Regions from separate parts of the Mus musculus genome. Here all the other regions are linked to region 4. The links are chromatin contacts, called in public promoter capture Hi-C maps. All regions are on one chromosome and are shown on one strand. The core of a region is the stretch at or near the end of the contact, and the rest is flanking DNA. Distances in the headings are between cores, read along the strand shown.

Region 1 (3,310 bases), core at 525-3,024, 2.7 Mb after region 4:
GAGGTGTGCACTGAACGTGCTTTTCCCAACGCCGCCTTTCCCAGACAGCACCAAGAGCTTGTGTCTCACCGTCTTCATCTTCTCTCTGATTTCCTCCACGGCTGCAGAGAAGTAGAGGAGGTGATGATGACCCCGCCTCAGTCCTACCCGTCCCTCTTCCAAAGTGCTCTTTAAGCTGTTTCTAAGGCTCTTTGTGAGATACCACTTCAGCAAACTAAAAATAAATGCTAGGAAGAAAATACGGTCACTACCAACCTGAAAAGATTGTCTTATTTATGCAGTAGCACATGCCCTCCGAGGAGAGAGTGGGGTGTTCAAAGCCCAGCTCCTCAACAGAACCCAGGAGGCATCTGCTAACATCTGCAGAAATTCTCTGGATGCCACAGGAGGGACTACTACTGGCATCTCGGATGATGGATGCTAAGTGTCTTAAGCACAGGTTAGGCCCAGTACAAGGGATGATCAACTCCAATGTCCCCAGGGCTGCAGATGGGAAACTCACAGGCTCTCAGAAGCAACCATCCCAGCAACGTACTGGGTTTCCAATGTCACGTCTTGTTTCAAATCTTTACAGACTACACTGTGGGGAGACTGGTCTTCACCATGAGGGCATTCTTGCTCAAGATCAGTTTTCAGGAGACTCAACAACCAAACCCAGCCTCTCTCTGAAAAGCCTTCCTTCCAGCTAGGCTTTCAGTCCTCCTCGCCCTGGAGATGGCCCCTCACAGTGCTGATCCCTGGTGAGTTTAACGTGCCTGCTCCTGCTTCCTCCCCACTTTGCTCTCAGTCCCCCATCTGTCTCTCCACTGAGATAATGAACATTCATGTCTGCTGAAAGATAGACTCCTTAACAGGAGGGTCCTTCTCTCTGCCACAGAGAGAGCAGAGCCTCTGTGACCTGTGATGGACATGTGCCAGGACTCAGGCCTGAAAGATCTCAGTATTTTTCCATTCTCCTCTCTGTGCTTGGCCTTGTGGATACTGAGGTAGCGGTTATTACTTAAGCCCTGTACCTGCCCGACATCACTTTTATCTATTCTATCCTTCTTTGAGGTCCTATTTACTGATTTTTTTTTTTTTTTTAATAAAGACAGGGTCTCATCTAAGCCCGGGGTTAGCCTCTTAAATGCTGAGATTACAAACATGTGCCAACACACTCGACCTAATGTTCGTTCGTTCATTCATTCATTCATTCACTGATTCATTCATTCACTCATACAGGGTCTCATCCTGTAGTCCAGGCTGGCTTTTAACTTGTAGCCATCCTCCTGCTTCTGCCCCTCAAGTTCCGGGGGAACAAGCCTGTGCCGCCAAGCTTATTTTAATGCCCCCTTCGGTTCCCTGTCTACCGCAGATCAGACTAAACCTCCATTTCCATCACTGTTTTTCCGCTATTTGATTTTTAAAACCTCCCTCTCGCTCAAGCTCCGCCTTCTACGCCCTCCCCCCAACCAATTAGAATACTGCCCACTAGCCGCTGCCATTCACCCTCAAGTCCCGCCCCTTCCACTTCCTGATCTGCCCGCCGCTTCCTCACCGGGATCCGGAGCAGCGCCGGCTCCGGATGCGCACAGCCTCTGGTTGGGGCATCCCTGGCACGAGGCTCCTCGGCCGGCCTGGGCGCTGTCGGCCCCGGGGCAGCCTGCGGGAAGACGAAGGCACAGTCAGAGTGGTTCGGTCCCAGCGGGACCACCCACACGTCCTGCGATAGCTCACCGTGGGGCGCCTCCTCCATGCTGCCGCTCTTGCCCGGGCTGCGCTCGCCGGAACCTCAGGGGCGTGTTTCCGCCTCGCAGGTCCAATCTGACCCCCCGGCCGCGGGAACTGTCTCGCCAGACCAGGACTGCGCACGCGCAAAACCGTGTGTGCAGTGGGTGGGATTCCTATGCCTCTTCCCGCTAAAACAGGGCGAGACTCAGAAATATATGATACCTGAGCAAATGAAGTGGCTCTAACGATTAAAGATTCTGTTGAGCCAGCCTGTATCCAAATCCCAGAACTCATAGGGAAAGCGAGGATGGACTCTTACACATAATGCAGGTTTTTGATTCTGTTTTTGTTTTTGTTGTTGTTTTGTTTTTTTAAGTATGGTTTTTGTCGCCAACGAACGTTATTCTCCGTGGCCTCAGTGTTGATGCAGTACTACTAATAAAAGTACAATCAATGTCAATATTTACTCAGTTTCAAATAATCTGCCCTACCCTAGATTCTGTTACAGGCTGGGATTGTGGCTCAATTGGTAGAGTGCTTGATCTATCATGCATGAGGTCCTATATTTAGTCCCCAGCACTGAAACAATACAGATCCAACAAAACACTTTGTCCGTCCCTCTCTATTTCTTCTCTGTTCTCCTCTCCTCTCTTCTGCTCAAGCTGATCTTGAATTAATGATTTTCTTGCCATGTTTGGCTAAGAGGGGAGACTTTATAAAGGGGTGTAGCTCAGTGGTAGAGTACCTGTCCAGCAAGTGAAAAGCCATAAATTCAATCGCCAGCAGTGTAAGTTCTCATTTGATCCTCCTGCCTCCGTCTTTCAGTTGCTGGGATTACAATGTGCACCACCAGCATTCCTGGGCTGACACCCCCGCCCTCTTAAAATTGCTGTGCTATTTAGAAAAATACTTTGTTTTGTGTTTTGTTGCTTCCCCTCAGATCTGTTCAGTGAAACCTCTTCAAACCCACTCCTGTGCCCCCACTGGGAGCTTTCCCTAGCTTTCTCTCACTTCTGCAGGTCCCCACTGTCCTTGCTGCTACCATTTCTCCTGTATGTGTCTGTGAGTGTTTAGACAAATGGCCTGTCTGTGTCTGTGGAGCAGTGTTTAGACTCCATGAAGACATCCTGTCCATGGTCACAGCCATGGGAGCTTGGCTGCATGCAACTTTGGCACAAGATGGTGGTGGTTGTTACTGTTTTCATTGAACGATTCTAAATATTTTTCATTTATTTTTGAGATTATAATTACATCATTTCTCCCTTCATTTTCCTTCCCCCAAACCTTACCACCTCTCCTTGCTGTTTATCAAATTCATGGACTTTTTTTTTTTCATTGTTATTGTGACAGGGCCCCAGACCTTAGCACAACTGACTCCATGATGGAAGTGCCATTCAGGCTGTAACACTCAGCACATAGACAGCAGCACCTGCCAAAATGAAAACAAAGACCTAATCCACCAAAGTCCATGACTCTGGGAAAGTCTCTAACTGTACTAACCTCTCTTTTTTGCTTCTGTAGAGCTGATTCTGGCTATCTGTTCTTGTTACTGAAGTAGGTTAACCCAGAACATGGTTTTTGTGCCTAAAAGTTTATTCCA
Region 2 (3,081 bases), core at 44-2,543, 2.5 Mb before region 4:
ACCTTTACCTGTGTTGTCATTTTCCATATAAATAAAGGGAATGTCCCTCCCTCTCTCACTCTCTCTCTCTCTGCGCCTTCTCTTTCTGCCACCCCCTCCAAACCTCTTACACGTGGAACTGTTTTTGGCCCAGTGTGCTGTGTTCAGATTCGAGCCTCTATTTTAACACATCAATTACTAAATGGTTAAAAAGAGCAAGGCACGTGTGGTACCTCACATCTATAACCCCAGTATTTGAAGGCTTGTTCTACATACATAGTAAATTCCAGACTATCTTGGGCTATAGCCCAAGATAGGAAATACCTAACCTAAAAAATAAAAATGTCTACAGAATTGCATGACTTTCATTAATTTTTGCAATTATTCTGAAAACATGGTGCAACGAAAAAAGGATTTTTGTCAAGGTCCTATTGAGTTCAAGCGAGTTTATTCTGGAAGAAAATACTTCCATCTTGCACTCTCATCCAACTTTGGATAAAAATGACTACCAAACTTGGTGGTCATTTTCCAACACCTGTTTTAAAGCATCTTCCTCAGATACTAGGAAGAGAGCAGTATACACATCTACCAATTCCATAAACTTTACGGGACGTTGACTACACGCACCACGGAGAGAAACGCTGAGCCCTGCGTCTAGGGACCTTACCCACCCTGCACTGCAGAGCTAGTGCTCAGCACGCACTCCTGCCCCAGACTACGAATCAGCTGGTAACTGGCCCCGGCAGCACTGCAGCGGTCTGCTGCGGACAGGAACTCCTGCAGCTGCAGTAGCCAACACCGTACGCCGGTTCCCTCCTCCGCCATCACGCCGGCACCGCTTCGCGCATGCGCGTCTCAGCACTCTAGCCAGCTCTTCCCTGAAGGCCCAGCCGGAACTGCTCCCTTATACTCTCGCGGGGGTGGGGGGGTGAAGACGCGCACCGGCCTGCAGATCTGTAGCGTTTAACATGTACACATCGGAATGCAAAGGGACAGAACCAGTCTAACCATGCGGAGATATCACAGATTGGTGTTTGCACTCGGGACAACGCAAATGTAAACACACAAGGGAGTTGTGCCGGCCCCGGGTTTCCCGCCAAAACGCAATCCCGCTGCAGGCTGGCCCATCCAAGGCGAGGGGCGTGCAAGTGAATCTAGGCTGTAATTCCTAGGTAGCGGTCGAGAACTCCCCCTCCGGCTTGCAGTGGCGCCTTCCGGAGGCGGAGCTACACGCCTTTGCCGCTGTGATTGGCCGGAAACCTTTTCTCAGAGTTCACTTACGGCGCTTTCCGGAGGCGGAGCTACGCGCGCTTGCCTCTTTGATTGGCCAGGCGTCTTCGGTCGCTGTGACGACAGAGCGGCTGGCGGGAATCGCTTCACCCTGCGGGCCCAGGAACGTTCTCCTGGGTGGCGCAGAACCCTGACTCGCCGTTTTGTGCGCGTTTGCAACTAACCCGGATCCGAGGTACGAGAGGTCCCGGAGCGGGACAACTGAGAGCCAGATTTCTTTTGTCGCGCAGCAACCACAGCACCATGTCGTCCCCGGCATCCACCCCGAGCCGCCGCAGCAGCCGACGCGGACGAGTCACCCCAACCCAGTCCCGTGAGTTCCCTCCTTCATCTGCCCCCTTTCCGCCTCGTGTCTCTTCCCGCAGCACTGTGGAAAGTCCTGAGTCCTTCGAGCCTGGTGTGTGGTTGACAGGCCTTGAGCATATAGTAGCCTCTGTCACCCACATACTGGGCTCTCGTCTCCAGGCAGTCTGGCGTGGTCAGTTCAGTTGACCCACCTTTTCCTACACCTTGTCCCTCTGTTCCAGTTTGAGGGTTTTGGGGGGGGGGTGTTCTTGTTTAAGTAATATGACTACCCTAAGGCACTTCCTGGAAGACTAAGCTTGAGCGTTGATCGTCTTTTTTGTTTTGTATGACGGAAGTTCGAAGTGAGGAAAGCAGGTCGTCACCCAATCGGAGACGTAGAGGCGAAGATTCTTCCACCGGAGAGCTACTGCCAATGCCCACCTCACCAGGAGCCGACCTGCAGAGCCCACCTGCACAGAATGCCTTGTTTTCCAGCCCTCCTCAGATGCATTCTTTAGGTGGGTCAGCCGTCGGTTTTGCTGGTTTACCAGTTGCTATTATTCTGTGTGTACTGATAGATTCTTCACTGAAACACCTGAGGAGAGAAGCAGAGTTGGTACATTTTAGGACCTAGTGAGCAAAGAAAGCATACTTTATAGTAGAACTACAATTGGGGTATGAAAGATTGCAGTAAAGTATTCTGTTTAAATTGTCAAACAGCATTCCGGAATTGGGATTTGATGTGCTTATGGGGATTTCATGGTAAAGCTAAATATCTTGTCTTTATAGCTATTCCTTTGGACTTTGATGTTAGTTCACCATTGACATATGGCACTCCCAGCTCGCGAGTGGAAGGAACCCCAAGAAGTGGGGTGAGAGGCACACCTGTAAGGCAGAGGCCAGATCTGGGCTCAGCACGAAAGGGTTTGCAGGTGGATCTGCAGTCTGATGGCGTGAGTACAAAGCAGATCTCTGATGGTGTTACCTTGAGAGCATAAAGTAGGTCATCCCATTAACATGTTTCTATCCTCGCTTTCTCAATAGGCAGCAGCAGAAGACATCGTACCAAGTGAACAGTCTCTAGGCCAAAAGCTTGTGATTTGGGGAACAGATGTGAATGTGGCAACATGTAAAGAGAATTTTCAGGTAAGCTTATGTACACTAAAACTCAGTCTGAGACTTCGGGTGAAAGTATAACCTATGTGTGAATAGCCATGGTGCATAATAGCAGGTTGTTAGTGGTCTAGATTTTATTCCAGAAAAGGGATATGCCATGCGGAAAATGGTGATATACTTTTTTTTTCCTTAGTTCTTGGTATTTCAAGATGGTTTTTCTATGTTCCCCTGGCTATCCTGGAGCTGGATCTGTTAACCAGTCTTTCCTGGAGCTCACACACGCATATGCCTTCTGAGTGTGATTAAAAGTGCATGCCACCACGAGCAGCTAGGTAGTAAATGCTTACAGCAAGTCCAAGGCCAGCCTGTGCTTCTTAATGGGATCCCTGTCTCAAACCCAAAACAGAGAAA
Region 3 (2,941 bases), core at 54-2,553, 2.8 Mb after region 4:
TAAGTAAGTGAACAAATGTAATTAAAAAAATACTGAAAACAGAAATAACTGATGTGGCAAGAAGGCTCTGACAGGTGAAGGCACTTGCTGTCCAAGCCTGGTGGCCTGGTGATCCTCAGGAGCATTGCCAAGAAGGAAGGAGAAAATCAGCTCTTCAAAGTGCATGCGCGCGTGCACACACACACACACACACAGAGAGAGGGGGGGGGGAGAGAGAGTGAGGAGAGAGAGAGAGAGGAGAGAGAGAGGGGGAGAGAGAGAGAGTGAGGAGAGAGAGAGGGGGGGAGAGAGAGAGAGAGAGAGAGAGGAGAGAGAGGAGAGAGAGGGGAGAGAGAGAGAGGAGAGAGAGGAGAGAGGGGGGGAGAGAGAGAGAGAGGAGAGAGAGAGGGGAGAGAGAGAGAGAGGAGAGAGAGGAGAGGGGGGGGAGAGAGAGAGTGAGGAGAGAGAGGGGGGGGAGAGAGAGGAGAGAGAGGGGAGAGAGAGAGAGAGAGGAGAGAGAGGAGAGGGGGGGAGAGAGAGAGGAGGGGAGAGGGGAGAGAGAGAGAGGAGAGAGGAGAGGGGGGAGAGAGAGAGAGAGAGGAGAGAGAGGAGAGAGGGGAGAGAGAGAGAGAGAGGAGAGAGAGGAGAGAGAGGAGAGAGGGGGGAGAGAGAGAGAGAGAGAGGAGAGAGAGGAGAGAGGGGAGAGAGGGGAGAGAGAGAGAGAGAGGAGAGAGAGGAGAGAGAGAGGGGAGAGAGAGAGAGAGAGAGAGAGAGAGAGAGAGATTAAAAGTGCTTAAGAAAAGAAAAAGAGAAAGCAAGGATACAATGCCCAATTGAGATCACAACTTGGATCCTCTATATCAAACTTCTCAGGCCTGGCCAGGCTTGAAGGAATCTTAAGACTGGTCCTTATGGTGGTCTTACTTCGGGGAAGGAATTGATTTTTCAGTTATGGCTTGGCTCATATCAACTCAGCCTCTCCAGGAGGCACCGAGTGTGGCCTTTAGGCCTCAGGACAAGGTCCCGCCACGCCTTCCTTTTCTATCATAGGAAACTGAGGCAGGAGAGATTAACAACCAGCTAAATTAGTAAGAGACAGAGAGGGCTGCTCGGAAAGAAGTGGAAATCTCAGGGTCCTGACCCTGCAGTCAGGAGAAGAGGGGCGGCAGAGATGAGAAGGGCAGCGATGATCCCAGCAGGAGACTTCCAGCTCCCTCGAACTTTACAGAGTGCTGCTGGACGGCCCAGCAAGGGGAGGTGGGGGGGGGGGGGGCGCCCGGCCTCCCGTGGTCCCGCCCCCTGGATCGGCGGCTCCTGACATCACGGGCGGGCAGGGAGGCGGGCTAGGGAGAGGGCGGCAGGGAGGAGGCTCGGCAGCCCGGAGGGCGGAGGACGCCGCGCAGTCCCAGCCCCAAGCTTCAAAACAGCCGGCGCCTCGCCCCACGCGCAGCCCGCCACTGTGTCCAGACGCCCGTGCCCGGTGAGTTGGGGGCGCGACAAGGGACTGCGGTGACGTCGGGGTTCCGGAATGACAGGGAGCAGTGTGCCCTCTTTAGGAATCGGGACAGGCCAGGGGATCCGTGCTTGACGGGGAAGGGTTGGGGTGCGGTTCGTGCGGCAGTCCCGTTGCTCCTTCTCCAGATTTCTGTGGCGCAGACCTTCCCTTTGGTGCCCCCCAAGGCCACCCTGCCACCCCTGGGTGGCATTCGCCACCTTTTGCGTCCAAGTGGGCGGGAAAAGTCTGGGAAAGAGTCAGGGCGGATCCCCTCTCCACCATCGCTGGCCCAAAGCTCTGAACTCCAGAGTAGCCCACTTGTTGCCTGTTGTACTCAGCGTCTGATTCCCAAGCAGTACCAATCAGACAGGACCTGGTCCTCGGGTCCCTGAGGGCCGCGCACTCCTCCGGGTCTGGGCTCCGTGGCGCCCCACAGCGGCGAGGGGGCAGCTTCCTTGGGTTCTTAACGGTGTCCCAGCCTGGGGGGTAAGCTCCAAGGATGGCCCCCCTGCCTGCTCTTGACTACTGTGGCAGATCTGTGGGCTTTAAAGGGAAGAAGGGATGGCACCCATGATTCCACGGGAAAAGGAGGTATAACTGAGTGTGCATGCCAAGCTTGGAGAAGGACTGAAGCATCTAGGTTCAGTTCAGGAGGGTCCCACTACTATGAGGCATCTAGAACCTACAAGTTCAAAGGCAATCCAGAGTGGGTGGTGATCATTGCCAGGCGATGGAGATGGCTGGGATTTTGGACTATTTAACAGGTACAGATTTAATTGCGGATGATGGAACGTTTTGAGTATAGATAGTAGTGGGCGTCACTCAACATTGCTGGTTCATTTCAGGCCATGTGCTTGTAGAATTACAAATGGTTTACATCATAAATGCTGTGCTCTTACCACAATGAGAGGCACAAAAGACGCCTCTAGCCGCCTCTGCTTGAGCATTCCGAATCAGAGAGAAATTCCAAAACCTAGACATGGAGGCTGACCACCTCTCCCTGGAATGTCACTTTCAAATAATGTAAGGGGTTCAGTAGGATGGATCCATGCAGGTTACAGGAGAGACCCAAGGGAAGAGAATGTGGAAGGCCAATGGGAGTATGCATTGGGCTTCTCCCGCCTCCTCCCAGAAAGCCTTATTCTGGGAGACACCTGGCCTAGAGACCTGGCAGAGTTAGCTACTCAAGGCTGTGAAGCCACACCTTCACCCTGTCTTCCCCGTGACTCCACTCATTCCCACCAGGAGATACCTCAGTGGGCTGCAGGAAATGGGGAGAGACCTTGTAAGAGGTGTGGGTCCCCTGCAAGGTATTGGGCAGATAGATACCCGGCCCACAGCCCAGGGAGGCACTAGGGGTGGCCAGAAAGTGCAGAACCTGTTTTTCCTCCAAGGGGTTTTGGATCTTTACCACCTCCACCCCCACAAGAATGGAGAATCAGAGAGAGCCGGTCACACAGCCTGGAG
Region 4 (3,316 bases), core at 261-2,760:
CAGCCAAAGTCGGGTTTTGAGACAAGGGATTCCTCTCTGCAGACAACACTTTAGACTGTTAGATCAGTATTGATACTTCCTAGAGAGATGCCAGAATGTCCATAGGTCCAATGGCCCATTAGTCTCTCAGTCTAATGCCACTTTTCTGGGCATCTTACATTGCACAAAGTACCATGCCAAGCACTGTAGATTCCTGGGGAATCCAACAGGGCCTCAGCCTTTAAAGGAGTTGTTAGTGACTCTTCTCAGCTGACATTTTCTTCCTGGCCACTACACCTAGGGGATCATCAGATTCATCATGCTAGGCTATGTCCACATCTCTCAACATCCGCAGCAAGGCATGTCTCATTCCACTGTCCTCAGGATCACCTGTTCTCTGTAACCCAGATTGATCGCTCCCTTAGCTTTAACTTCTGCACCCCCACCCCCATTTCCCTAATCCCTCTTCTTTTGTTAAGTCTCAAGGTCTCCTTTTCTACTAGAAAGTAATAACTCTCAGAGACCCTATCATCCTCGTCATTGTCCTTTTAGGGACCACACTCTGTCCTCCAAACACCCTTATATCCAACTTCAAACTCAAACACTATTCCTACCCAGATTCTGATACCGTCTCTCCTTTGCAGTGCAATTCAATCCACTACTCTACCTCAATGTGTAGCCTACTCGCCCCTCTCCTTTTCAGTGTTAAGGAGTGTGTGGGACCCGTATTCTCAGTGTCCTCAAACTGTGTCTGGGCCCTGTATTCAATGCTCTCCCATGTCAATAGAGGAACCCAAGACTTTCTTGGGATGCATTCTATACTTGGCAGTCATCCCGCAGTGTCAGAGTCCAGGATCTCCTTCCAGGACCCTCACTCAATGCCCTCCCTTGTCGTGGCAGCCACTTCAATTTCCCTGGGGTTCCCTTCCCTCCTTCGCAGCGACTTGGAACTGTGTAGGTGCCCCGCATCTCCCCCCTGGGATCTTAATTCATTCCCTTTCGTGCCCTGTTTAAGATCTGCATGGGCTCGGAGTCCCTGCAACCGTACAGCTCCGCGTTCCTACCGCGCCGATCTCGCATCGGATGTCCCCCAAACCCTTGGGTCTACCCATCCCGCAGTCGCACCTCCTCGGCCGGCTGCGTGTTGAGCACCAGCACCAGGCAGGCCGGGTGGCAGTGAAGCCGCAGGAAATGGTAGAGGAGCCGGTCGGTGCCGAGTCCGCGGGCACACACCACCAGCCCGTCGCTGTCGAGCAGTTCCAGCACCTGCTGCCTCTCGTACTCCAACAGCGGCGCCATACTCCGCCGTTCGCCCGACAGGCCTGGCTCCATGGGCGCCCTTCCGGGACCGCGGCCGCACGCTGACGGAAAGAGCCGAGTCCAGCCGAACGCTGGCCGAACGCAGGGAGAGACGCCAGGGCCGAAGGAGCGCAGAACAGATGTAACTGCAATGGCCGACTGAGAGAGGCCGGATGTAGCCGAAGGGAGCCGAGTTCAAGAGAGCCAACCGATTGTAGCCGAAAAGGAATCGAGGCGGGGACAAGTGTGGCCGGAATGTGCCCGAGCCCAGGGCAGGTCTACCCGAACTCAGCCGAGAGGCGCAGAAAGCGTTAGCGCGCGTGCGCGCGCGTGTGTTTAGGTTCCCCATCCTTTGGCTCTCTAGACCTAGGCATAAACTAACAAAATGCAAACAGAGAAGTCTAATCCGCGTAATCCTCCAATACCGACAGTTCAGAATGTTGCTGTCAGTATTCCAAGTGCATCCAGAATCGACATCGTTTTCCTAGTGTGAGGGTTTTGTCTCTACTTTTGCAAGTATTCCTCCCCCTCCCCGCCTTGAAAATTTTTAATAAGCACAATACCTTATGAGTTTCAGTCTCTTGTTTGCAAAGGTCTTGAACTCAGTAAGTTATTTTACAAAGCCTCCATCAGGTGCCAGTTGCAGCCGCGTTCCTTCCACTAGAGGGACATCTTGGGTCGTGTTTGTAACTACCTAAAAAAACCTCCAGGTAAGCAATCTAGGAGGCATTCTCTCTCAGAATTCTCCATTCCCCTTTATTTTCAGCCCATACGAAATACAAATGAAGGCAAAATAGGATTGTTCCATTACTCAGGAATAACCATGGTTAACAACATACTTTTGCGTGCCCCCTACCCTCTGCCGCTGCTCAGTTTGTGCGGCTGCTTGCCTGCTTAATTATATGAAATAATAAACAACCAAGATTCGAAACCAGATTTTTGGTTTCTCCAGGTGGGACAGGCTATCTCACTTGTTGAAGTAAATTCAAGGCCAGCCTGAGCTAGAGATGGAGACCTCCAGCACAAATATAAAGGGTGTTAGGATGTAACTTAGTGGTAGATCCTGAGTTCCGTCACAAATTTTCCCTAAATCTCTGTCCTTTATGTGGCTGGGTTTTCTGTAATGTGGAGGCATATACTTGTCTAGTTACTGGAGAACGTTTAGTTGGCTCCCACTCCTCCCACCAGCACGCAACATAGCATTTCACTAGCTTAGTTCATACAGAAGTTCACTCAAACCCTCAAGGTACGTTTCTCGAATGGACGATTAGTGGGAGAAAAAGGACACATTTATTTGAGTTTGCTCGACCTTCATTACATTGCCTTCCCGTTTACCAATCTCCCTTCACATCAGCCGCTGCAAGTGGATTTGTTTTCTCTCTCTCCTCTGCTTCTTCCAGCGTTTTCCTTCTGTCTAGTCACAGTTAAAAGAGCATCTAATAATTTCTGCATCTTCCTGAAGTGGACAGAGATGCCTGCAGACGCTTTCCGCGCAGCATGTCTGGGAGCCAGGAGATAATGCCTGCAGTTCAACAAGCCGGTTATATAATCAGGCAAGGCCACAGAGCTGGATGGTATGTTTCTTAGCGTTGGTTCAGGGTACAGTAAGTAGTTACTCAGCACACATTCAGAGGTGGGTGTGTGGGTGTGTGGGTGATTCCTCCCAGGTTGTGGCAGGCAGAATAATGCAACCCAAAGATTGAATTCCCAGAACCTATTATTTTTCATGGCAAAGGAGACTTCACAGATGTCATTGAGCTAAACTCTTGAGATGGAGAAATGATATTGACTTATCCAGGTATGCCCAATATAATCATAAAGATGTGCTTAGGGGCAAAGGAGAGGCAGGGGACTTAGCTTCAAAGGGGACTGTGAAGGAGAAACTAAGGTCAGAATGAGGTAGAAAGTGCCAGGAACAGAGCGTTGAGGAGCTGAGGAACTCCTGCGTTCTCCCTTGGGAAGCCAAGACGTATCCCAGCCACCCCCAACAACCCACTGTTGGGGGACGTTGCATTTTTGTTATTTTAAACCTCTGTGT

What was found. Promoter capture Hi-C pulls out the DNA fragments that hold promoters and counts their contacts. Capture Hi-C pulls out chosen DNA fragments and counts their contacts.
Region 1: a contact with region 4 is called in a promoter capture Hi-C map of adipose tissue, with 3 times the contacts expected there. The contact joins the promoter of Nubp1 here to the promoter of Ercc4 in region 4. A contact is called at or near these places in 1 of 484 Hi-C or Micro-C datasets (CD4 T cells) and 1 of 9 other capture datasets (adipose tissue).
Region 2: a promoter capture Hi-C map of pre-B cells shows a contact between it and region 4, with 3 times the contacts expected there. The contact joins the promoter of Mcm4 here to the promoter of Ercc4 in region 4. A contact is called at or near these places in 1 of 39 promoter capture datasets (pre-B cells) and 1 of 9 other capture datasets (adipose tissue).
Region 3: a promoter capture Hi-C map of liver shows a contact between it and region 4, with 6 times the contacts expected there. The contact joins the promoter of Emp2 here to the promoter of Ercc4 in region 4. A contact is called at or near these places in 2 of 39 promoter capture datasets (liver and pre-B cells).

Annotation. Positions count from the first base shown.
Region 1 is chr16:10,410,402-10,413,711 of GRCm38.p6, reverse strand. It overlaps Nubp1 (nucleotide binding protein 1), which reads right to left and starts at 1,774. Exons shown (of 11, transcript NM_011955.2): 1 at 1,717-1,774; 2 at 1,538-1,642; 3 at 1-101. The coding sequence starts at 1,735.
Region 2 is chr16:15,635,612-15,638,692 of GRCm38.p6, reverse strand. It overlaps Mcm4 (minichromosome maintenance complex component 4), which reads left to right and starts at 1,293. Exons shown (of 16, transcript NM_008565.3): 1 at 1,293-1,582; 2 at 1,911-2,072; 3 at 2,344-2,507; 4 at 2,599-2,700. The coding sequence starts at 1,513. It overlaps Prkdc (protein kinase, DNA activated, catalytic polypeptide), which reads right to left and starts at 827. Exons shown (of 86, transcript NM_011159.2): 1 at 651-827. The coding sequence starts at 804.
Region 3 is chr16:10,312,330-10,315,270 of GRCm38.p6, reverse strand. It overlaps Emp2 (epithelial membrane protein 2), which reads left to right and starts at 1,303. Exons shown (of 5, transcript NM_007929.2): 1 at 1,303-1,459.
Region 4 is chr16:13,107,930-13,111,245 of GRCm38.p6, reverse strand. Ercc4 (excision repair cross-complementing rodent repair deficiency, complementation group 4) reads right to left here and starts at 1,510. Exons shown (of 11, transcript NM_015769.2): 1 at 1,105-1,510. The coding sequence starts at 1,311.